4 separate regions of the Mus musculus genome follow, and all the other regions are linked to region 1. Evidence: chromatin contacts called from public Hi-C, HiCAR-type and HiChIP or PLAC-seq data. All regions are on one chromosome and are shown on one strand. The core of a region is the stretch at or near the end of the contact, and the rest is flanking DNA. Distances in the headings are between cores, read along the strand shown. Region 1 holds the start of Rbms3 (RNA binding motif, single stranded interacting protein). Region 2 has its middle 32 kb from the start of Gm31559. Region 3 holds the start of Azi2 (5-azacytidine induced gene 2). Region 4 has its middle 150 kb from the start of Gm39450.

Region 1 (5,759 bases), core at 2,364-4,863:
GTGCCCAGTGGGTCACGTGGGATGGCAGTGCCCTAAAGCAGATGCCTGCCCCTCAGGTTGGAAGCTGTGGATGGAATCCCACTACAACACGCTCCACTAACAGCTTAGCAGTCCATATCAATCCCTTCCCAGGTATTTTCACTAAAGTGACTTCTCTCCTTGCTGCAACTAAAGAACGGACAGGAGCAACTCGAAGAAGGAAGAGTTTGTTCTGCTCACAGTTTGAGGCTCCAGGCTGTCGTGGTGTCTGAGAAGGTGGCTAGAAGTCACAGAGTGTCCGCAGTCAGGAAGCAGAGAGAGATGACCGCCGGTGTCCAGCTTACTTTCTCCTTTTTACTCACTCCAGGAGCCCAGCTAATGGCTTGGTGACACCCATATTGAGGTTGGGTCTTTCCACCTCAATTAACCTAACCTTGAGAAGCCCTCACAGACACGCCCAGGGGTTTATAGTCTCCTATGTGATTCTAGGTCCTGTCATGCTCTCACCATTGACCATCACATCAAACCCAGGGTGACTTAACTGGGGATTTCCCTCTCCAGCCCTGTCTTGGGGTCTTTGCCCCTTGATGGCTTCATGGCAGCCTCTGGGCTGTGGCAAAACACACTCTTGAGATATAGAAAATTTCCTATGTCTGCCATTTCCTCTGGTTGGCTTGCTTTCTCCCCACCCCCCAGGATTCAGGCTGGCATCTAATGGAATATGTATGACACGTTAACGGTATCCCCGAATTCTTCAGGTGTTTATCTTAACTGATCCTCATGAACTATAGGAAGTGGATAGGGACATTTGAAGAATGAAGAAACTGAGGCATATGGAGTCTGCAGAGGAGGTAGGCAGGAATGGAGTCACCCGTCAAGGCTTTGGACACTGAACACTCCAATAGCACCAAAACCCAAGACTTGGTCCATACTCAGCGTTGATCTCAAAGATCCTTTTAGGGGAGCAGTTTCTTAACAATGCTTTTTAAAGCCAAACCCCAGTGTCTATGCTTCCCCTTGCTTTAAGTCTCCTTGCTACACCTAGAAGCTCCTGGCCTTCGACCTCATGCATGTATTCTTCGGCATACACCCCTCCCTGGGATCTGTGCTGTCAAAGAAGAAGCAGTTTTTGACCTCTGTGTCTCTGTACACCCTGGACCAAGGTCAATGCCTAGGCAATGACAAAGAGTGAAATGGATGGGCTAGCTATATGGCTCAGCGGTTAAGGGTGCTTGTCACCATGACTAACTATCTGAGTTCAATCCCAGCAAAGGAACCTACACGTTAGAGCAGAGAAAAGCAACTCTCAAAGCTTGTGTCCTGACCTCTACACACAGATGTATGTGCAATATATGATAAATAAACATAAATTTCAAATGTTTTTAAAAGAATGAAATGGTCCAAAAGCCCACCATGAGTTGAGGGACAAATTGTTTATTATGTCCAGGATATTTTGTTCTCCAAGCATGTCAGAACACATGCTTTGTGTCTGGCCTTGCTAGTTCTTAAGGCTACAGAGGAGGCTATGGCCTGCTGTTCTGAGTTTAGAAGGTCGTGGGAGAAACCAACTTGGGGAAAACCAACTATACCTTGGGAAGTGAGGGTTTCAGGAAGACTGCTTCAGGGGGGCATGTTCATGCTGGCAGAGGATGCCTGGTGTGAGCTTGGCGATCACCAACATGACCTCTGCTCAGTGGCACTCAGAGCTGGACCATGAAGTGTGAAGAGTAGAATTTACAGTCTGATACCAAGCAGAAAGGAAGGAACAACGAGATTCCCAGATGCTTGACAAGTTCTCTAGAGAGGGAGATGTGGCCAGAAGACTTTGAGATTGGTGCCTGATTTCAGTTGCTGTCCTTCTCCATTTTATGGATGGAATAATTGAGGTCCATGAGTGAAGCTGTCTTGATATGTTTCCATCACAGGTGTCCCATACCCACTTTCCAACCCAAGTTCTGATTTTTGTCATCAAGAGATAGCTGTGTTGGTAGAGTGCTTGCCCATTGTGGGCAGGGTCCTAGGTTCCACAGCCAGTGCCCACAGGAACCTGGTTCATTCATTAATTTATGCCTTCAATACCAGTGCTGGGCGATGGAAGGCAGGAGAATCAGAAGCCAAAATCATTCCGTTTCACAGCAAGTTTTAAGAGCAGCTTGGGGTATCTGAGACCCTGTCTTTTAAAAAAGAGAAACACACACACACACACACACACACACACACACAGAGAGAGAGAGAGAGAGAGAGAGAGAGAGAGAGAGAGAGAGAGAATCGACATAAAACCCAATGTGATGTCTCCGTGTCCTTGTCTTTCTGCTGGTACCCAGACTTCAGAACTGAGCTTCCTGGAGCTAAGGAGCACAGGAGCCTAGGTTGTTACCCCATGAGTGGCAGGCGGGACTTAAAGCAGAGGTGGCATCCTGTGTATTGCAGTTTCAATTCTCCCTCCATGTGAGGAAACTGCCTTTGTACCTGGAGTCTTTTATCTGAAAGGACGGCTGGAGTGTTCGGCAGACTTGGGGGAGTGGAGAGGCACAGAGGCTGGCTGCCCACGCTCCGGGCATGCGTGAGCACTCCCAGCAAAACACAGCTGGCACAGCTAATTTTAGCCTCACCGCCGCCTTGCAGAGAAACCCTTTAAGGAGATCTATCTTCTCTGAAACAATCTGTATTATAATGTAGCAGCTGATCGACGTGTCGGAATATTATTACTGGTGGGGGGAAAAACTCTGACAAGTAATTATGAGTTTTTGTTCAATTTTTTTGTGTGCAATACTTACAGAGCCACGAAAGCATTAAGAAAGAGCAAGTAAGAGAAGGAGAGAGAGAGAGAGAGAGAGAGAGAGAGAGAGAGAGAGAGAGAGAGGTTATTTTATTCTCCAATAAGCGAATAAATGTAAAGATCACTTTGATTTCGTTTTTAAGAGATGGATAAAGCCACAACACAATTATTTGTGATAGTTAAGGCAACCCCCTTGTTGAGATGGGGCTTGGCTTCCCCACAGAGGTACCCAGCTGAGAATCCCCACTTTTTCTCCTCTCTTGAGCATCCCCCAAAACATTGGTTTCATCTTCAGGTCCTCGGTTCATCTGGCTTTTAATGTGTTAACAGATTTTGAAAAAGCCTTGAATACACTTTTCTCCCTACTTAACTAGAAAGGTTGGCATGTGTGTGTAAATACACACACACACACACACACACACACACACACACACTTCTCCTTCCCTCATGCTCCCCTCGCAGGGCAGGGTCTGTTTTGTTCATCAATGCCATGCCTCACCTCTGGGAACTTGGCGATTGAAGAGGAGAAGCAGCTTGGGAGCTTGGGAGCCCTGGTCGGAGCAGGGCAGGGAGGCTGGGCCATGCCCCACCCAGGCACTTCACAGAGAAGCTGGGGTTCGGTTCCACCCGCGGCTCGGCTGCAGACGCTGCTCACTGTGCTATTCCAGATAGCTAGCAGAGGGGTGGCAGCAGCCTCTTTCTTTCTTTTTCTTCTTCTTTTTCATCTTCTTTTTCCCCCCTTGGAGGAAATACTGCAGCCTTCTGGACTGCGTGCCCGGCTCCCTGGAGAGGCTCTCTCAGTTCCACCCACTGGCTGGAAGGAGGGGAAGTGAGTGAGAGGGGCAAGGCCAGCTGGAACACACCATGTCACTCTGGGAACCAGACAGCAGCAACTAAGCCTGCACGGGTTTCTTTTTCTTTTCTTTCTTTTTTCTTTTTTCTTTTTCTTTTTTTCCCGGTTTTTTTTCCTTTCCGTTCTTTTTCTTTTTGTCCGTTGTTTCTTTTCCTTTTTTCTTCTTTTTATTAAAATTTCCTTTTTCCGCGGTGGGAAAGAGACACGGGAGAGAACGAAAGCTGTACTGCAAGGATTCCGAGTTGTGCTAAAGGATCTATTTCTTTTTTTCTCCTCCTTCGCCTTTACAAGCGCCTGCGATTGACACCACTAGAGACAGGCTGGTCACAGAGCAAACTGCTTCATCCGGACTGGACCGGGCAGCTGGGAGGAACCAGGCAGGCAAGAACTGGGGAAGCAGTCTGGGGGTTTCCGCTACAGATCTCAACCCCCATCTGTTTTTGTTTTTGTTTTCTTTTTCTTTTTCTCTTTTCTTTTTGGTTCTTTTGTTTTGCTTTGCTTTGGTTTTTTGGGTTGTTTTAAATTCCTCACGGTGTTGGAACTAGTGAGGCTGGAGTCTGAGAAGCCTCAGCAGTCACGCAGACTGCCAGGGACAGTGGATTAAGAGAAAGAAGCTCGCTTGCCTGGGGCATCATACACCCTGTTATTCAGTTTCCTGCCTCGGAGATAAAGATCCCAGCTACATGGGCAAACGCCTGGATCAGCCACAAATGTACCCCCAGTACACGTACTACTGTCCTCAGTACCTCCAAACCAAGGTATGGCTGGACCCGCGGGCTTCAGAAGGCAGCGTGGTGCCTGGCGCTCCTCCGGAGCGTGGCAATCCGACCCTTCCCTCACCCTAGCCCCCATCCCCTCTGCCGACCTCTTTCAAATTACTAACAGTAGGAACGGAGTTAACAAGCCAGAGAAAGAAGGGAGAGGAAGCCCCGGAGTGTAGCTTTCTCTTTAAAGACAGGGGACTTTCAATGGAGTGTTCTTTTGTTATTTAGCTGCAGAAATGCCGGTGAGATGGTTGAAGTCTTTTGCAGGTGAGCAGGGATTTTTAGAAACGAGGTCCCAACAGACGTTCTCAGGGGGCGAGAATATTGTTTTAGGAGCTTTTCTAGCGAGCTGTTCTTTGTGTGTGAATCTCAAAGATTTGGGTACCCCCCTCCCTTTCCCCCTTCCTTACAGAAAACACTCTGGGGTGGGGGCCACTTAAACTTTTCATGGCCTAGTGAAAGAGGAAAGAGGAGCGCCAGGAGGCACCCACCAAAGTCTTTCAGAGTTTGTTGAGCATTTTTTTTTCTTTTTTCTTTTGGTTTGGACTGTATTTTATGTGAAGGTTGACTGAGATGCTTTGGGGGGCTAAAAGAACTAGAGGCTTAGCATCCATAGCTTTTACTTTTAGACTGGCCCCCACCCCCACCCTTCAGTTACCACTAGGAAGTCTGGGTCTGGGGGTGGGGGGAAGGCATGGGATGTAACTGATAATAATTGGACTTGAATTGGTTAAAGACTTTAGGCTTTGTGCGAGCATGTGCTTAAGTGATCATTAGGGGCCTGGAGGCAAGCCCACGAAACTGAGCAGGGGGCAGTGCCCACCCTGAACTTTTTATCCTGCAGTTAAGACATGAAAGATGTGAGGTGAGAGATCCATGCTCTAATTTGTCAATTCGATTGGGCTTGATTATTTTGGGGGGTGGGGGGTGGAGGGTACCATGCCGGATACTCTCTGATTTCGTAATGAATTAACCAGACCCCTCCATCTTCTTAGTAACTCCACATGTGAGAGCAAGCAGGGCACGGCTGAGCAGTGTACGCTGTCACTGGGTTCTCAGGGTTTGGCATAATCAGGGTTTGGTAATTCACGATAAGGTTACCTCCCATTTACTCTGTCTCATCAGACAATGCCCATTTGGACAACAGCCTCTCAGGATTGCATTAAAGGCTGGTGTTTCTTTTTCCATTTTTCCCCCTTTTCTGATTGCTCTACCCTATGCCCTACCCCTCCAAGGTCGACTCACTTTGCTTTCTGCCTTTGTGCCCACTTAGTTTGGGCAGCTGCTGCTTAAATAGACCAGCCCTCCTGCCTGGTGCCCTGAGTATTAACTCTTTGGGCAACTTGGTAGACAGCACTGGCTGCCTACTACTTTAAAGAAATGG
Region 2 (5,759 bases), core at 1,171-3,670, 830 kb after region 1:
CATTCCCACCAAGAGCAATTTAGAAACCAGACCAAGTGAAGATGGTCTTTGTGCATCTGGACAAGTTGCAGTCTCTGAAGAAGTCCTTTCAGAAGTCAGGGCCACAGGAATGTGTAAAACTGCTCCCTCCTCTGTGACCAACAGGAAGAAACAGCATTGGCCTCCCTTCCCCCACTACAGCTCAGCCTATCCCTCCGTTCTTCTGTGGGCTGAAGCCTTAAACAGCCGCCTCTTCAAAGGCTGTTCTTGAACAAAGAAACTCTAGAGGAGTTCTCTGTAGTGTGACTTGTCCAGGAAGTAAAGGGTGTGTCGGAAGAAGGTGTTTCTCCAGCGGGAGAGATGATAGCTCTGTCAGGAAAGCATTTGCCTTGCAAGCAGGAGGACCCGAGTTCAATCTTCACACCCCACATAAAAATGGCTGTTCATGGTGGCACTCGCTCATAATCCCAGGGCTGACGAGGCATAGACAAGCAGATCTCTGAGCTAAGTTTGAGCCAGACCTCTAGGATTTAGGACCTACTACTCAACAGTCTTGGCATTGCCCATTGCTGGATCTTGGTTTCTCCTTTTACAACAACGGCAGCTTGCTTGCGTTCAACTATAGTTAAGAATACTATCAAATAGGACCGTTCGTCTCTGATTACGAACCGCAGTTCTGCAGGCTGGTGAAGTGGCTCACCAGATACAATACTTGCTTAACATATCAGAAGCCCTGGATTTGAGCTCCAGAACCACTTAGAACCCGGCACGGTGTTGCATGCCTTTAATCCTAGCACTTGGGAACTGGGGTCTGGAGGATCGGGCATATACGGTTATTCTGGGCTGGGTAGCAAGTTCAAGCTCAGCACTGCAGATCTGGCCGGTGAACAGTGAGACTCAAATGGTTGCAACGTCTGTAACATCCTTCCTGGTTTTCATCACGACATCTGTAAATCATGCTATATAATCCCAGGCTGGAACGTTGACTTTTAGTTCTACGCGTTGCCCCTTTCCTATATATTTAAACAGCTGTAAGTGTCAAACTTTTCGGGTAGTCCTTTCTCTAGCACAGGACTCTGGGCAAGCAGTAAGAAGTGCTATAAATCCTTGGGGTTTATATTTATTGGAAGCCTTTTAGGCTATTCCAGGAGACCCTGTGATTTCCTGTGGAGGACAGGTGGATTTTCTGTTTCTATACAAAACCAGAGGCGCCTCGTAATTACGTTGACACGGACCTGCAGCGCCACCTGTTGGCCGATGTCTTGACAATCACCACTCGGCACAAAATTATCAGGGGAATAAAATTTTTATTTCCAAAGAAGCAGCCAAAGTGGGAAGATGCTGGAAGGCCACAGTTAAATGTCTCTTTCTTGTACCGGAGAAAGAGACTCTTGCCTCTCTGAAATTTTTGGAGCTTCTTAATTCTAGTTGGGCAAGAAGCAACAGTTGTCTACTTAAATGATAGGGTGATCTTACCGGGGCTATTTAAACATTTAAAGTTTACATATTTCAATTTATAGCATTTTAGAAGTAGAGATGAAAGTAAGGATCCGTTTCTGTTGATTTTTAAGCAGTTGTTCTGATGCTGTCCTTGCTGGCTTTTCTGCTGTTGTCAAAAACACCGGGACCGGAAACAATCTGGGGATGAAATGGTTTATTTCATCTTCTGCTTTCAGTCTTTGTCTGTCACTGAGGGAAGTCAAGGCAGGAGCTAGAGGCAGGAACTGAAGCAGAGACCATGGAGGAGCGCTCCCTGGCAGGCCTCCCCTATGCTTAGCTATCTTTCTTATACAGGCCAGGTCTACCTGCCTAGGAGTCCTGTACCCACGCTCAGCTGGGACCGCTTGCATCAAGTACTAAGTGATTTTGTTGTTGTTGTTTTGTTTTGTTTTTGTTTTTGATTTTCGAGACAGAGTTTCTCTGTGTAGCTCTGGCTGTCCTGGAACTCACTTTGTAGACCAGGCTGACCTTGAACTCAGAAATCCGCCTGCCTCTGCCTCCCAAGTGCTGGGATTAAAGGCGTGTGCCACCACAAGTACTAAGTGATAAAAGGCGCTGTAGACAGACTCACGTGATGGAAGAAATTCCCCAGTCGAGATTCTCTCTTCCCAGACACATCTATGTCTAGCTTTATGTGGCGCTGTGTGACCTATGCTCACAAATGCTGTCAAAGACCACAGTTTTGCTGGCCCTTCCTCTCCTGTCACAGAAGTTTGTTCGTTTCTCCTCTGCTGAGCTTCTTGTTTCGGGTTTGGATTTTTTAGGTTTTGGTTTTGCTTTTTTGTTTCTAGGTTTTTGTTGTTGTTGTTGTTGCTTTTGTTGTTTTGCTTTTTGTTTGTTTTGTGTTTTGGTCATGTGGAAACATTCTCTTGAGAACTGTGATTCGGGAAGAGCTCTGACTCATGCCTGGGAGTCTCTAAAGAGGCAAATTGCTCACTTGGAAGAACAAGGAGCCAATGAGGACCTGCCTCTCAGGCCGCCTCTCGGCTGCTTCTCTACCCTGGCCTCATCCTTTACAAAGGGATATAAAGTTAATTCAGATGAGCTCTGAGAAGACAGTCAATGGCCGTTCTCCTCAGTGATGAGAGCGCAGGGGTCTGAGCGCCCATAAAGACCATAGACAGAAGTCAGGGAACGCGCAGGGATGGTTCCACTGATTAATGAGAGTCCCAAATTCAAAGACAGACATATGCTTCTCCTTTAAAAAATGATAAATGAACATTCAAGGCCACCTTGGATTATACAAACAATTAAACAAACTCCAAACTGCAAGAAGGAGTTGATACTGTGAGTGTACAGAGACTCTCCAGTCTGCCTCCCCATTCTATCTGTGCCTACCTAGAAGGTTCCTCAGGGATGTGTGGTCCTCCCTCCCTCCCTTCCCTCCCTCCCTGCCTCCTTCCCTCCATCCCTCCCTCCCTCCCTCTCCTTCAGCACAACCCCCCCCCTCACTTCCCCATTATCTCAGCACATTGCATTTGCAAGTGGCCCCTACTCACTTGCTTCCTTGAGAATCCAGTTTTGTATACGGCCACTGGCATTTTAGAAATACAGATCCTGTCATTTCTCTGCTTAAAGCCACCAAGAAGGAACAAAACTCAACCTTCTTAGCACAGCATATCAAACTTTCCAGTTTGGCTCAGATTTCCTGCCCAGGTTTCTCTTCTGGCTCTGGCTCCACCACTCCAGGGCTAGGCGCTCTCTGACACGCACTGGTTGTCTTTGAGCGCTCTGTCTATATTTAAAGTCTGTTTCTGCAGCTGGCTGTGTCCTCCACTCCCATCTCTGGGTAAATTCTCCTTGACCCTTCAAGGTGCATTCCCGCTATCTCTGCTCCTCAGGAGCCTTCCCCAGAGCTAGCCTACAGGATGTGATTGCCCCTTGTTATCGCCTGTACATATTATACCATGAAATTCATTGTGTTATACCACTGGCTGATGAATCTTCCTCAATAGATCATGGGCTCTCTAACGTAAAAATCTCTGATAGATCCTGCTAAGGGCTTTAATTATCATGCGTTGTTCTAGAATAGTCACTGAAAATTAAACAAGAAACTGTCACTGTGCTAAAGACTAGAGATGCAAAAATTAGCCACAAAATGATTCCCACGGTCCCGTCAATCAAGGTCTAAAATGCTTGCGAACAGAGATGTGTGCTGTGTGTTCTACAAAGGCTAAATCCCACTGCAGTGCAGCAACTTCGACTGGAGAGGAACAGAATCAGCAATGAAATGCTGTATGGAATATGTGATACTTTAGGTTTCTTTCCACGTAATTATTTTATTTTATTAACACATGGTCTCAAGTAGCCCAGGCAGGCCCTGGGCTCACTATATAACTGAGGGTGGCCTTGAACTCCTGATCCTCCTGCTTCCATCTTCCAAGGGCTGGGATTATAGAACTACGTTATCCCAATGACTCAACATCTTAGTGTTTACTTAAATATATAACAGCTGTATACGTCTTTACCATCTTAAATTATGGAGTGTTTTAAATTGTATTTATCTGGTGAGGAGACACGCATGTGGAGATCCGAAGGCAATTGCTGGTTGGTTGTTTCCTTCTTCTGGGTGAGCTCCAGGGATGGAATCCAGGCCCCCAGACTGCTCTGCAAGCTCCCTTACACGCTGAGCCTCGCAGGCTCCTTTTGTTGTGTTTCTGCACTTGACGACAGGGCCTGACACTTTGCATATGCTAGTATTCTGCAAGCATGGGATGGTAATGCAGTGTTTGCAGAATGAGCAAGTGTACGGACGGATGAGTGGATGAGCTCCTAAAATGATGGGCAGGTGGATCTACTCTCAGGGAATGCCCACAGTGCTTGCATGCGGAGCTTGGGCCTGGGAGAGGGGTGCCGTTCATTGATTCCTAAAAGCCGTAACTCTCTTCTGAGCTTTCCCACATCCCGCCAAGGCATAAACACTGGAAACTATTTCTTGTCGGCGTGATCTAATTAGACTCTTCCCGTTAGAGGCACTTCCGTGACCTTTAACTCCAGGTGGAAACGAAAGGCTATTGTCTTCTGGTGGCAGGGCTGCATGTCCCCTCCAACGCCCTACAAGGAGTTTCTCAGGTTGGTGTCACAGGTTATGCAGGCACCTGCAGATGGCTTTGCTGCGACTCCTCCGATTTGGGATATCTCAAAACTTCTGTCAACCTTTATTTCTACAACTTCCTAATAATTCCTTTTACCCTATAAATTCCTTCCTATCCATAAAACCTAGGATGAACTCCAAGAGATATGGATTCTTGGTTGGAAATTAAAAGGAGCCAGTTAGTAATCCCATTAAACATTCAATTTAATCATTTTTTATAAGAACATATATTAAAGTATATAATGCTTAAATGCAAACACTCAACTTGTAGGAAGTGAATATGTTCAAAGTACATTGTATGCATGTATGAAATTCTCAAATAACTAATTAAAGGACACACACACACACACAGTAAAATCATAATGAAAACAGAACCAACTAATAGAGAAAACCTAAAATATTAGATTTTCACAAAACTAGTGACCAAACTTTTAAACCTCGGCTGAGAATAGCTGACAAAATTACAAGGAGAAACTAATGAGTTCCCAGTTTTCCATGGGGAATGCAAAGATACTCCCCTAATAAGTGATAAGACAGGGAAAAGTGCAAGCAGCAGACATTCGAAAAGCCATGGCACAGAATTCGCTTAGTGCCAAGTACACATTAAGTATTTACCATAACATGCTATACTCCGGGCTCAGTAAATGAAAACGGCCTCAGTAAATTCAGAACAGACCCAGTCATATGCAGTATGCCCACCAATTAAGCCTAATTGAATTACAAATTAATAATACAAAGATTCTGGGAACGCCTCAACTATTTTAAAATGAAACAGAAAATTTCCAAACTGATCAAGTCAAAAAAAATCACAAGGGGAGCTAAAAATATTTTGTATTGAGTCAAATAAAAACAAAACAGCCCCAGATTTGGAGGATGCAATCAAGATGGTGCTAGGAAGACATTTATTGGGCCCTGTGGCCGTATCTGCAAAGAATCAGTTCTCAAATCAATTACCTCATCTTCTACTCAAAGACACTGGCATAGTAAAATGAATTTGATCCAAGGAAAACAGAAGAGGGAGGTAATAAAAGCAGGAGAGAGGAAAATACTAGAGTAAATTAAGTTAACCAACTGGGAACATAAAATTGATAAAATTTTAGCCAGAGTTTGATTAGGAAAGATGACAATACCTACAATTTACTAATCTCTGGAATGAGAGGTATAATTGCCATATAGATTCTGTAGA
Region 3 (5,759 bases), core at 1,460-3,959, 790 kb before region 1:
ACGAAATACTATGAACGTTGTGACTATAACTGTTCCCAGTGAGAATCTAGACAAAGCACATGTCTGTGGTACAATGGCCTACAATTCAGAAACTCAAATTCTAGTCTATGATTTGTCACCCTGATTATACACTACTTCACTTCAGCTCTTAGGATCTTAATTTTTATACCTATGTATGACAGAGTTGGATTGTATCATTAAGACATCATCTCCTTGAACCGTGTAGGCAAATTTTTAATCCAAATGCAGAACAGGAACCCGAAGAGATAAAAGGAAACTCAAGTTGTGCCAGAAACTGGTAAGTTAAATTCCTTATCTTGACACCAAACTTGGCAAGAAAGTCACCATCAACAGCACAGGTGAGGAAACGGAGGCTTAGAAAAGTGAATGCGTTTGTCTGTAATCACACCTGGGCACTCCCTGAAGTGAGTCTTGTTTACAATTTCCACTGGCTTTCTATCTCTGAAAAGCCAGGATATCCAAGAACCTACTTCATACGGGTCAGTTAAGAAACAGTGGAGAAAAAAAGAACAAATCTTACGGAGAACGAATAAATTACAAGATATTCCTTTTCTTTTGTCACTTTAAATAATTAGGGGCAGGAATGGCTTTTGCTTCTCTAAGAGGGATTCTGAAGTGCCCCTTTTTAATGACGCCAGCACTTAAACATATGTGCCTTAGTAGCTTAATGCTTTGCAGTTTATTAAGTGTCCAAAAACAATATCAGATATATAATATGAAAAATGGCAGCTTTCATTTTTATGATCCTGACTCACTGAATGCAGTAAGCCCAGAGATTAGTTTTTACGGCCAAGCAATCCAAGGGCAGCCTTCTTTCCACTCCTTATCTAAAATAATGTATTTCAATGCAACTAAACACCTACATAAATGCTGTTAATAATTATTTCCTGACAATAAAACAACTTCAATTCAGAATGTGGCATTAAAGTTATATTCATCCTATTCAGCTTTTTTTAAAAATCATATTATTTCCCTCAGTAAGCATGGCATGCTCTGGTACCATTACCGAAGCACTTCTGCTAGAGGCACTTATATGCTAGAAACTGTGCTCCCCCCCCCCCCCCTTTTTTTTTTCTTGAAGATGTCTCACTTTGTAGCACTGGCTAGACTGCAACTCAAGACTCCCCAGTGCTGGGATTATTAAAAAAGCATGTGCTACCACCCCCTGACTTGTTCTTAAGAATTCATTAAATCAATGTAAAAAAGCACTAAGATGGGTAAGCACTCTTCAATTTACAGATGAAGTAATTAAACATACAAATTAAGTTGTCAACTTCAGAGCCAGCCTAGCTCTTAGAAATTATAACTGGGTGCCTTGGAGGGTAAGCAAGCCCTGGACTTCAGAAAAGGGGGAAGGAGAAAGTCAGAGTAAGCAGCCTTCTCCTCAAGAGAGGAAGTGGAAAACTCGATGCTTACACATCTGGGCTATCCATCTAATCCACTGGCATTCCCACGACAGCAAGCTGCCTTTTAGACATCAATGAATCTCTCGCATTTACATGAAAACGTCCATTTACAAACCTAGAGCATTCAACACTCTGTAGCCATTCAGCGAATAATTCCAATTGTTTTCCATTTAAGACGATGGAGTGATCACTACAGACAGGGTAAGGAGAACATTTTTTGAGAACTAGAAATGAAACTGTTTTAAGATTTTGTTCAATCCAACTTAAAATTCAAACGGGGGTGGGGTGGCTCTTCTGTACTTAAGGATTAGAGGTCAATTTCAGTCTCAGTATGTCAATGTTTTTGATCATCACATGGTATTTCTGATTTCTAGTAGCTTCCATGGGTATTTTATCTCTCTTTCTGAGTATTCCGAGTTCCTTGCGAGGAGGACCACTGTTAGCCTGCCTTGCAACCCAGCCGGAAAACGGGACTGAAACATGCAAGTTAGACTGATGGTCACTCCCAGACGCCACCGGCACTACCCACGTCCCTCTTTCCCTCTCCGATATAAATGCCACCCCAGTGCAGGAAATAAAACTGAAAGCGTTCCCAGCGAGTCAAGAGCACGGACCGAACTTGAGCAATCCCCGAGCGGGAAGGCAAAAAAAAAAAAAAAAAAAAAAAAAAAAAGCCCGTGGAAGCGGGGCTGTGGGATGGCAGGGACCAGGGATGCTAGACTGGGCCGCTCTGAACAGCAGAAGGGCGCCGGGGACAGAAAGCGAAGTGCGTCTGGCCAGGCGACAGCCACCAGGCCCCTCCTGGCTGTCTCCACCGTCCGGGCGAGCGCGAGCGATCCACTCACCCTGAACCCTGGCTACGTAGGGCGGTCCCCAAGGCCACCGGGTTTCGCTTCCCCAGTGTTTGGAAGCCGGCTGAAAACAAACCGGGTCGCCAGGGGTCACCACGGGCTTCCGGTTTCCTCGAAGACGCCACCGCTTCCCCCGTCAAGGTGGCCGTCACAGGTGCACCGAGGGAGTCCCATGTCTTCCGCCGCGGCTCCCGCAGTCAGGGGCCCTGGAGGTCACAGAGGAACCGAGCAGGGGCGGCCCGGGGCCGCCGGAACAGGCCCGTTACCCAGCAGCACGCGCGTCAACTCCGGGGTCGCCGGCGCCCGCTGCCCCGCTCAGGGGCGGCGAGGCCTAGAGGGTTCTAGAAGGGTCTACGAACGCCCCGCCGCCCACAAAGGTGTCGCCGCTGCGCACAGGCTGGGTGCCAGCGCAGCGCGACGAAACCGGAAGCCGGACCTGAAGACTATATAGGGTGCCGCTAAGTGGCGCTCTAGCGGGGCGGGGCGTACTACAGGTCCCATGAGCCTCTGCGGTAGGGCAGAGGCGCACTACGAGTCCCGTGAGCCTCCGCGGCGGGGCGTACGTACTACCAGTCCCAGTGGTCCCCGCGGCGGGTGAGGTGTCGCGCCCAGCCGCGGGGAGGCGGAGTGGAGCTGAGACAGCGTCGCAGGCTGGCTGCTGTTGGGCTGAGGCGCGCGTTCAGGGCGCCCTCTAGCGCGTCCTTTCCACTCAGCGGCAACTGGGATTCCGTGAGGTGGGTCCGTGCTGCTCAGCTCAGAGGCGCCTGTCACCGTGGTGCTAACCCGAGAGCTGATGCGTGTCTGGGGCCCCTGGAATCCACGCAGGCCCCGTGTTTCGGGTCGCGTGGCGGTCTCCTTGGGTATCTTTTGAAGCAAGGTCGCTCACTGACTTCATGGGGGTTCCGGGATGCTCTTCTGTGTAGCAGGAGAAAAGGAGCCCATGGCCAACTCTTGACTTGTTCTGGCTCTTAGAGTTGTCTCCTCTCTCGGTTATTTCTAGGTGATAATCCTCCGGGTTTGTTTGTTTGTTTGTTTGTTTGTTTTTTGAGGCAGAGTCTTATGCATCCCAGAATGGCCACAAACACACTTGTTTCCACCACCGGGTGAAGAATTTTAGTCATCTATAATTCTCTCTGTCTGTAGTTTGTTAAATCTTCATATTTTTGTACGTTTGTTTTTTAATTTTAAATTTGCGGCAGGGCCTCAAGTAGCCCAGGCTACCCTCAAAGTCTTGAATTTTTTTTTCTCTGACCTCCTGCTTCTGACTCCAAGGTTTTGGGTTTATACATTACCAAGCAATGCGGTGCTGGAGGTTGAACCCGAAGCCTTGTGCATGCTAGAACATTGAACTGTATGGTGAGGCATAGACAAATTAATTGCAATCTTAGGGGGTCACAGACAGAAAAAGGAGCACAAGTTCTAGATTATTTCTGGTTAAGTAATGTGAGAGTCATAGTTATAGTTAATATTTATTTATTGACAACTAAGAACGCTCATGTTTCTTGGCACTATATTATTTTGTCAACTGAAAACTTAAATTCTGTCAGTGTTCTGTGGAAGGTTTTTGAGTATATAGTTTTTGCCTATGGGTAGATAATTTTTTCACTGGAGTATATTTGGTTTTGAACAATCAAAAAATATGGACCTTGATATAAGTTACGACTATGGCTCAGCTCTCTTAGGGGCAAATATTTATTTTTAGGGTTAGTACAGGTATTATTTTGATAATACCTTGTTTGAGCAATGAAAACCTTTTTGTTTTTCATTGTTTTTAATGTGTGTTATGCTTTGCTGGCATGTGTGTGTGTGTGTGTGTGTGTGTGTGCATGTGCATGTGCATGCAGTGCCCATGACAGCCAGAAGAGTTGTATTCCCTGGATCAAGAGTTGACAGAAGTTTTGAGCCTCCATGTAGGTGGTGAGAATTGAACCTAGGTCCTTTAGAAGAGCAGGCAGTGCCCTTAACCACTGAGCCTCTCTCTAGCCCAACTTTATTTTTTTAAAGTGTGGTATCTGAAGAATACTGTAGTGAAACAATAACAACATATTTTTAGAGGAATAAAGTTTTAAGTGAGTTTGTAGATTTAAATTGTATACTGAAATTTCACCATACCACTCTATAAATCATTTTTCTGTAGTTTATTCTATGTTGTAAGTACTGTATCCTTAACATAATTAAAGTGTCAGAATTGCTGAGTTGTAATAGCAGAGTTTTTTCATGTTAATACCATCTTCAATGGCATTTAATTAGCGTTGTTTTAGAGGCATTTTCTCTACATGTCATGTGTACAGGCTAAGTTCTTTAGGGAGGGGATGGGTTTTTTTTGTTTGTTTGTTTGTTCTTTTTTCTTTCTTTCTTTCTTTCTTCTTCTTCTTCTTCTTCTTCTTCTTCTTCTTCTTCTTCTTCTTCTTCTTCTTCCTCTTCCTCTTCCTCTTCCTCTTCCTCCTCTTCTTCCTCCTCCTCCTCCTCCTGTTCTTCTTCTTCTTCTTTTTTGTTTTTTTTTTTGAGACATGGTTTCTCTGTGTAGCCCTGGCTGTCCTGGAACTCACTCTGTAGACCAGGCTGACCTCGAACTCAGAAATCCACCTGCCTCTGCCTCCCAAGTGCTGAGATTAAAGGTGTGCGCCACCACTGCCTGGCAGGAAGTGGATGTTTTTAATAAAAAAATATCTACTACTAAAACAGTTTTAAAATACTGCCAAAAGTAGAAAACTTGGTACATAACAAAACTTGATGTATAAGTTAGCTTTATCATTGCTATAGCAAAAACCAAACCAAACCAAACCAAAAACCTTGACAAAAGTAATTTAAGGAATGAAGAGTTTATTTTGGCTCAGGGTACAGTGGGTGAAGGTGGGAAAAGGCTTGGAGATAGGTGTCTGACCGCAGGTGTCTGATTACAGGAGTCTATAGCCAGGAGGGAGACAGTAGAATGCTGATTTTTGCTCCCAGTTGGGGGAAATAGCAAAAAAGTAACCTGCCAGCTTCTGCAGAGCCATTTTCAGACAGAGGCCCCCTGAGTTCCTCTCACTTCCATGCATCGTCCCACACACCCCACAATCAGCCATCTCAACACGTAATTACCCGGCAGAATCAAGACTCTTAAGCTTATAGTTAGTCAATTAGATTTATATATTAATAACATCACATTTTACAAGATGTCAGTACAATAATTTTAGAGCCAATTGATAATGATAAAACTTTAACCCAGTTATTCTAACCTTTTGATAACACCATACCTGCCTCCATTCTGGCTCTTCTTATTCCCATCCTGTTCCCCACCCACCCACCCCCCAGCTCCTAGCTCTGCCTCTCTTTTCCTGTCCAACCATAGGCCTGGCACTGCCTTAATGTGATTGGACAGAGAAAATCCTGCAACAGCTCCCTTTGCCATTTTGATTCAGTCTGCTTCCCCAGGTGTCAGCGGTGCTGCCCACATTTAGGATGAGTCTTCCCTTACTGTTTAACCCAGTCTGGAGAC
Region 4 (5,759 bases), core at 1,222-3,721, 620 kb before region 1:
ATGTCGTCTACACTGTGTGCTGAGGGAAAGGCCACTCTACTAGAAAACACATGGGCATTTCATCTATCTTCTGATGAATAGGGGGCATTTTAGAACTCCAAACCAAGAACAAATGTCTAATGTTTTTAAACAGGTTCTTCAAAACTTCCTTCTCCTCACCGCTATTCCAGGGTCGCTCTCAGATGTGCAAAGTTGCTGATGCAGGTCCCACAACATACGCCCTAAGCTACTCTCAGACCAAGTAGTAACCAGTCGTCACTCTGCTTACTCAGAGATGGGTCGGAGTGACTCGGCCTGACTTAGGACCCTGTTTATCTGTTTCCCTGGGAATGTGAGCTTTCTAGGGACCTTTAGCTAAGTTTTCATTGTAACCCACCTTTCATGTCCAGAGATCACCAGATCCCTGAAGTGGGAGCTCACAGACTCTTTCCATAGTGCCAGTGTCCCTGAGCCCAGAGCTGTCCTTCCAGCAGCCCCTGCATAGGCAGCCGGCTGGACAGAGCACCCCCACACTACCATTGACACTGTCCAGTCTCTGTAAGAACACTGGAACAGTTGGGCTGTGCATTGATGTTAACTAGGGATGCTACAAAAGACACCATTCCCCCTTTAGGGGACCTTCTTCCAGGTAGAACCTCCAGTCTGCCTCTAACAACCTACAGGAGGGCAGGAAGACACCAACTTCAACACAAGCCTGGGTGAACTCTCGATGACCCTGCTTACCTGTAGCTGTTCTGATTGGAGGCAGGGAGAGGACTTCCTTGGTCATCTCTACAGAATGTCTGTGATTCGGAGGCTAGGGTTGGTGCCAGTTACAGTTTGGCCTTTATCTGCTACAGCCTTGCCACACCCCCTTTCTGGCTTTGTATTGAGCTGAGCTTGGAGCTGCTAACCCACTCTGGTGTTACAGATTTGACCCAGTAAAAGGTTTCTGCCAAGGGCTCTTTCTCACCCACCTGTGATCTTTATCATGATTGGAAGTGAGTCTTGTCAGTAGCTTCCAGAGGAGACAGCAATAGTCAGGGGCAGCCTGTCCTCCTCTGTTACAAGGCAGCTGCTGAGTTTGGCGTGAGAGAAGCAGAGAGGACGGTGGGTAGCCACATGCAGAGACCTCCAGAGAGCTGAAGACAGGGATGTGGCCACTTGCTGGAACAGCTCCAGGAGCTTCCGCTCTCTGAAGGCAAGGGTCTGGAATCTACTCTGGAGTCTTACCCCTAGCTGCAGGTGCTCCCAGACCCTTCCCACACCCAAGGTGGGTGAGCTCCAACATGCCAAGGGTAAATACTCGATGCCCAGGGTCAATCCACTGGAATGAAAGCCCAGGGAAGCAGGCCTCCCCACCTGAGCACCTCCAGTTCTTAGGACTTGGAAATAGAAGCCAAGTCTATTGGCTCAACCTATGAGTTTTTGGCACTTCGGGGCTCAGAACCACTGACACTATCCCAGCAACTCTTAAGTTCTATGTGAACAGCACCGAATTGATAAGCCTGACTGACAGGGAGTCCAATTTAAGACTGTCCAGGTGCATTCTTGCCAACTCTGTATTTACAGAGCACTTCACTGCCTGCCCCTAACTCACCTCTTATAAAATATGCCCAGCTTGCTTGAGAGAACTGGCCACTTGGGAGAGCAGGCGCCCAGCTGGCGCCCGCCCACCCCAGGGCACATTGCAGTAAAAGCCTGGCAGCTATATACACCCCACTTCCCTTCCTCCTTCATTGACCCTCCAAGGCAAACCTTGGTGCCAAACTCAGCACTACGAGACTGGTCAGGATGAGCCCCATCCCTGCCCAGTTTTAACCTGTGATGTGCCCAAGACAAGGACGGTCTTGTAAGGTCTGTTTCCTGCCTGGAATTTGATCCCGGCTGCTTCTGTGCTCTAGGTCTCTAGTAGAGGGCTGCGCTCCTGTCCAGAGCCATCAGCATCAGGGCAGACACGGGATACTGGACTCTGGGAGACACATGCAGGCACTCAGGGAGACACTCTTGGTGGCTAGAGGAGGGCGAACCAGGGTCAGGAGGCGGTAGTTACCTGGGATTGGAGTGGTCCCTTCAGCCACCAGCCCTCTCCTTACCCCTTTCCTAGTGTTCCCTGATATCCTTGTGCATAGGTTGGAACACCCTCCTTTCTTTGGTTCCTCTGCGCTGGGAAGGGGGCGACAGATAGGGTTGCTGCTTGGTCAGCGGGCTGGGGGTGTGAGATCTCTCTCACACCTGACATTCCCTATCCCTGTCAGTGCTGCCAGGCAAACCCGGCCCATCTGGTTTGTTCTTCCAGTAACTTTGTTCAAAAGGTTGGAAGGGAGGTGAAACACCCAAGGGGGTGGGGCGGGAGACGCCGGCTGATCGAGGATCTCGGATCTGGGATCGAGGATAAGGAGAACAAGTCCCTGGGGCTGTCCCCAGGGCTGGTTGGGGCGCGCGGCTGGGAGGCGCCCTGCCACCGCCAGGATGCGCTCCGTGTAGCGGGACTGCCGGGGGGCGCCTGAAGGCCAGCGCTCCAAGGACACGCGGCCACCCGCTCCTCACGGGCTCCCGGGCCCAGACGCCCCGCAGCGCCGGAGCCGAGCCGCGGGGAGTGCGGGCGAAGGGTGGCAGGAGGGAGGGCGCGCGCGAGGCGGCCCCTCCTCGGCGAGCCATGCGTGCCACGGGCCGCTGAGGAGCCGCCGGGCGCCGCTGCCAAGTCTCCGCTCCGCTTTTGTCTTGCCCTCCAGTGAATGGGAAGATGGAGATGGATGTGGAGGGAGTTTCTCCGCGCCCGGAGCCCATCCCCCGCTCCCAGGGGGCTGGCGGAGCCTGCCAGGCGCCGCCACAACCGCCCCAGCCCCAGCCGCAGCCCCAGCAGCAGCTGGCTCAGGATGAAGTGCCCGGCGAGAGTGCGGGTGCTGAGGACAGCGACGATCCGGAGGCGAGACCCAATGGCGAGAGGGGGGAGAGCAAGGTAAGGTCCGCGGTGTGGCCGCCGTGACATCTTTTGAACCAGACGGAGGAGGACTAGTAGTGGCCGTCTCTTTAACCCCTCCGTTCCCAACCCCCTTACCTCGTTTGTGTGGGGGGTGGGGTGGCAGATTGGAGAAGGCGTGGGATTTAAAGGAATCCACGCCGGTAGTGAGTTTCTCAACTGGAAGGCGTGTGCAGAAAGAAGTCTGCTCTGGTTTCGGTGTTCAGTGATGTGTGCAGGGGAAGTCGTGGTACACGCGATGCGAGGAGGCTGAGGGCAGGGCTGAAGCCGCGGGCGGGGCAGTGCTGAGACTCGCCTTTAGATGCTGTGGGTCTAAGGGAAGGGTGCCTTAAGACCTGGCAAGTGGCTTCCTAGACTCTTGGAGGGGAGGTGACATGCACCTACTGATGGGAGCAAAGTTTGGCTTGTTTCAGATTGGACAGCCTTGCTTCCCGGAGCTCGAGGCTGGAGGTGGTCCTTCTCAGCGGGCACCCTCCTCTCTAGGAGGGCAGGGACCCAGTGCCTGGCGGCAGATGAACCCTGGGAGTCCTTTGCAGCCCTGCTGTGTCATTGTAGACCAGGGGAGACCTGCGCCTGACTGTGTGGAGTTCTTTAGGTAATTGAATTCGAGTAAGAAATGGTTGAGATGTCATTCTCTGGTGCTGATGTTTCCTCTGCTGAGAAAATTGTACAGTAGGGGAAATGGCACTGAAGACGATGCTTCGGCAGTATCCAGAGAGTTCTGTGTCTGAGCTTCTGCCTCTGCCCACGCTCCTGAGTTGAGTTCGGTGAAAGCTAGTTGTTTAGTTCCATAGGTATCAAGCGCGCACGTGTTTGTTAAAGCATTTTGAAAGCAACTGATAATATTGGGGGAAAGTTGGTTCAGCAAATCAGAATATTGGAACCCAAGAAGAGTCAATGTACTTTATTCCCACGTTGTCTCAAGGAAGCGTCCAGGCAGACAGGCACTTCTGTTAGGTGGAAGCAGCCACATCTTCCGTAATGCTCCTCCTTGGGAACACCTTGATTTTCTTTGGACCTTTGCTAAGACACCAGTAGATTAAACACATAGCTGGTGCATGCTGGGCTCACATGTAGTGTTGCTGTTCTCAGTCAGCAGACGGATCCTTAAGTTTGGATTTGCAGATGCTTAAAATTGTTCCTGCATTTTGAAACCAGAGGTAAGAATCGGGGTTGTTGTTTGTCTACAAAAATCAATATTGTTATTTAAATGGTAAGCTACACAGGAGTTGGTATCTGAACACACTCCAAACCAGACCAGAACGGGGCACCTTACAAGTGGATACAAGATTTACATTGTGAAAACTATATGAATTTTAATAGTCTGATATCCCCAGCCTTCCAGTCGATCTTGATTTCATGAATATTTAATCCTGTCACGGCTGCATATTTACTACTTGAAAGCCTGTGCCCGGTTTTATGAAAACACCCTAACCGAGCGTCGTATTACCTAATTGAACTTTAAGTCTCCTCTGCAAAATTGCTGAGGAGGGTAATTAAAATCTACAGCCGGTGCTGCCTTCACCATGGTGTGGGTTCCTTTGCCCCGAGTGAGCGTGAGAAGAAACTCCTGCCATCAGCAAAAAGATCTGTTCGTGTTTGTTTCCCTCTGCTGCACCATGTAGCCAGCCCGCTGTGAGGAGCGAGGGAAGAGGAAAGCAGTGCTCTAGAAATGTGCGCCAGGCAAGGAGAGGACTGAAAGCCGGCTGATTACACTTACTTAATTAGTGTGTTCAGATAATTGAGTATCCCAGCCATGTGATTTGCTGCATGTCTGCCTACTTTTTTTTTTTTTTTGAGGTAAAAACAAAATACTGCTCCTTCCCCCTTCTCCAGGTGTTTGTCTTAAATTATGTGGCTTTCTTCTCTGAACCTAGAAATGGCTGTGCTGTGCTAGCCTTGGCTCGTCTAGAAATGAGCTGTGCTGTGCTAGCCTTGGCTCGTCTTCATGGTCCTCCTCACTAGCCGTTCGTAGAGTCGGAGAGCGACTGTTATGTTTCAGACCTTAATGACTGCTTTTGCTTTTGATGAATATGGAGGCAAATTAATTTTTTTCTTAGCAAATCCTGGTTTTGAGTAGAAAGACCTATTGGTGTCTTAATAAATTATTCTACTTGAATGTAAATGGAAGAAACCTTGGACGGTATGGCCTGTAGTCTATGAGGCTGCTGGGGTAAGTCGGGTAGAACTCCACGTCGGACTTAGAAGCTGTCATGTTCAATGCAGTGTGCCGGGCTTTAATGTTTTCTTTGCGTTCAGGAGAATAATTGGTATTTAAAAACATTCTTTACTTAATTCTTCCTCCATGCAACGACACCACTAATAAGATGTAAGTGGGCACAGCCTTGAAAATACAGCTTTGAAGGAGCAATGAAAGTTGTTTCTGTTTGCTTGCTTTTGGTTTCTTTGGAGATAGGGTCTTACATAGCCTAGGTTTGCCTTAAATTCACTATGTAGTAGAGGGTGACCTTGGACTCCGGCTCTCCTGCCTCCATCCATCAAATGCCAGGATTGCATGTGTGCGCCACCACGCTTGGCTCATTGACCGTGTTTTGATTCTGCTTCGGGGCTGTGCTTTATTCTTGGATAATTTACCTTCATTGTCTTATTGAAAAAGTAACATGGGGGATGATCCCTAATTAGCCATGTATTGTTGGATGTAAAATCATATGTCACATGTCATCATTGTCTCTGAATTAGGGTTTAGAATACTGAGGTATGTGTGTGACACAACATGTGTGTGTGGACTTAGAACAACTTTCAGGAGTTGGTTTCTCGTGCTACCCTGTGACTTCTG

Evidence for each region. Hi-C and Micro-C count contacts between places; a contact is called where the count stands out from the background. HiCAR-type assays count read pairs that join an accessible place to other places. HiChIP or PLAC-seq counts read pairs in DNA pulled down with a chosen protein or histone mark.
Region 2: a contact with region 1 is called in a Hi-C map of uterus, with 7 times the contacts expected there. The contact joins the enhancer-like site here to the promoter of Rbms3 in region 1. A contact is called at or near these places in 13 of 484 Hi-C or Micro-C datasets (the N1E-115 cell line, adipose-derived mesenchymal stem cells, cardiomyocytes and 5 more), 7 of 115 datasets of contacts at active chromatin or transcription factors (SST interneurons, astrocytes, craniofacial prominence and 4 more) and 1 of 9 other capture datasets (embryonic stem cells).
Region 3: a HiCAR-type map of astrocytes shows a contact between it and region 1, with 3 times the contacts expected there. The contact joins the promoter of Azi2 here to the promoter of Rbms3 in region 1. A contact is called at or near these places in 3 of 39 promoter capture datasets (the 3T3-L1 cell line, cranial neural crest and hippocampal neurons), 2 of 484 Hi-C or Micro-C datasets (muscle stem cells and palatal mesenchyme), 1 of 115 datasets of contacts at active chromatin or transcription factors (astrocytes) and 1 of 9 other capture datasets (adipose tissue).
Region 4: an H3K4me3 HiChIP or PLAC-seq map of neural tube shows a contact between it and region 1, with 4 times the contacts expected there. The contact joins the enhancer-like site here to the promoter of Rbms3 in region 1. A contact is called at or near these places in 1 of 484 Hi-C or Micro-C datasets (nephron progenitors), 7 of 115 datasets of contacts at active chromatin or transcription factors (VIP interneurons, astrocytes, craniofacial prominence and 4 more) and 1 of 9 other capture datasets (liver).

The regions. Positions count from the first base shown.
Region 1 is chr9:117,250,337-117,256,095 of GRCm38.p6, reverse strand. Rbms3 (RNA binding motif, single stranded interacting protein) reads left to right here and starts at 3,613. Exons shown (of 15, transcript NM_001172123.1): 1 at 3,613-4,369. The coding sequence starts at 4,295. It overlaps Gm17396 (predicted gene, 17396), which reads right to left and starts at 3,563. Exons shown (of 2, transcript NR_166691.1): 1 at 3,258-3,563; 2 at 1,398-2,751.
Region 2 is chr9:116,421,907-116,427,665 of GRCm38.p6, reverse strand. No RefSeq gene overlaps it. Among named protein-coding and RNA genes, the nearest start is that of Gm31559, 32 kb to the right of the region's middle. Within about 2 kb of position 2,420, at least 7 of the 459 cell types and tissues checked have an H3K27ac peak or open chromatin away from gene starts, as enhancers often do. A contact at or near this core is called in embryonic limb bud and uterus, where this site is marked.
Region 3 is chr9:118,037,472-118,043,230 of GRCm38.p6, reverse strand. It overlaps Azi2 (5-azacytidine induced gene 2), which reads right to left and starts at 2,709. Exons shown (of 8, transcript NM_013727.4): 1 at 2,273-2,709. Zcwpw2 (zinc finger, CW type with PWWP domain 2) reads left to right here and starts at 2,372. Exons shown (of 9, transcript NM_001378466.1): 1 at 2,372-3,012.
Region 4 is chr9:117,869,648-117,875,406 of GRCm38.p6, reverse strand. No RefSeq gene overlaps it. Among named protein-coding and RNA genes, the nearest start is that of Gm39450, 150 kb to the right of the region's middle. Within about 2 kb of position 2,471, at least 98 of the 459 cell types and tissues checked have an H3K27ac peak or open chromatin away from gene starts, as enhancers often do. A contact at or near this core is called in VIP interneurons, craniofacial prominence, embryonic forebrain and 2 more, where this site is marked.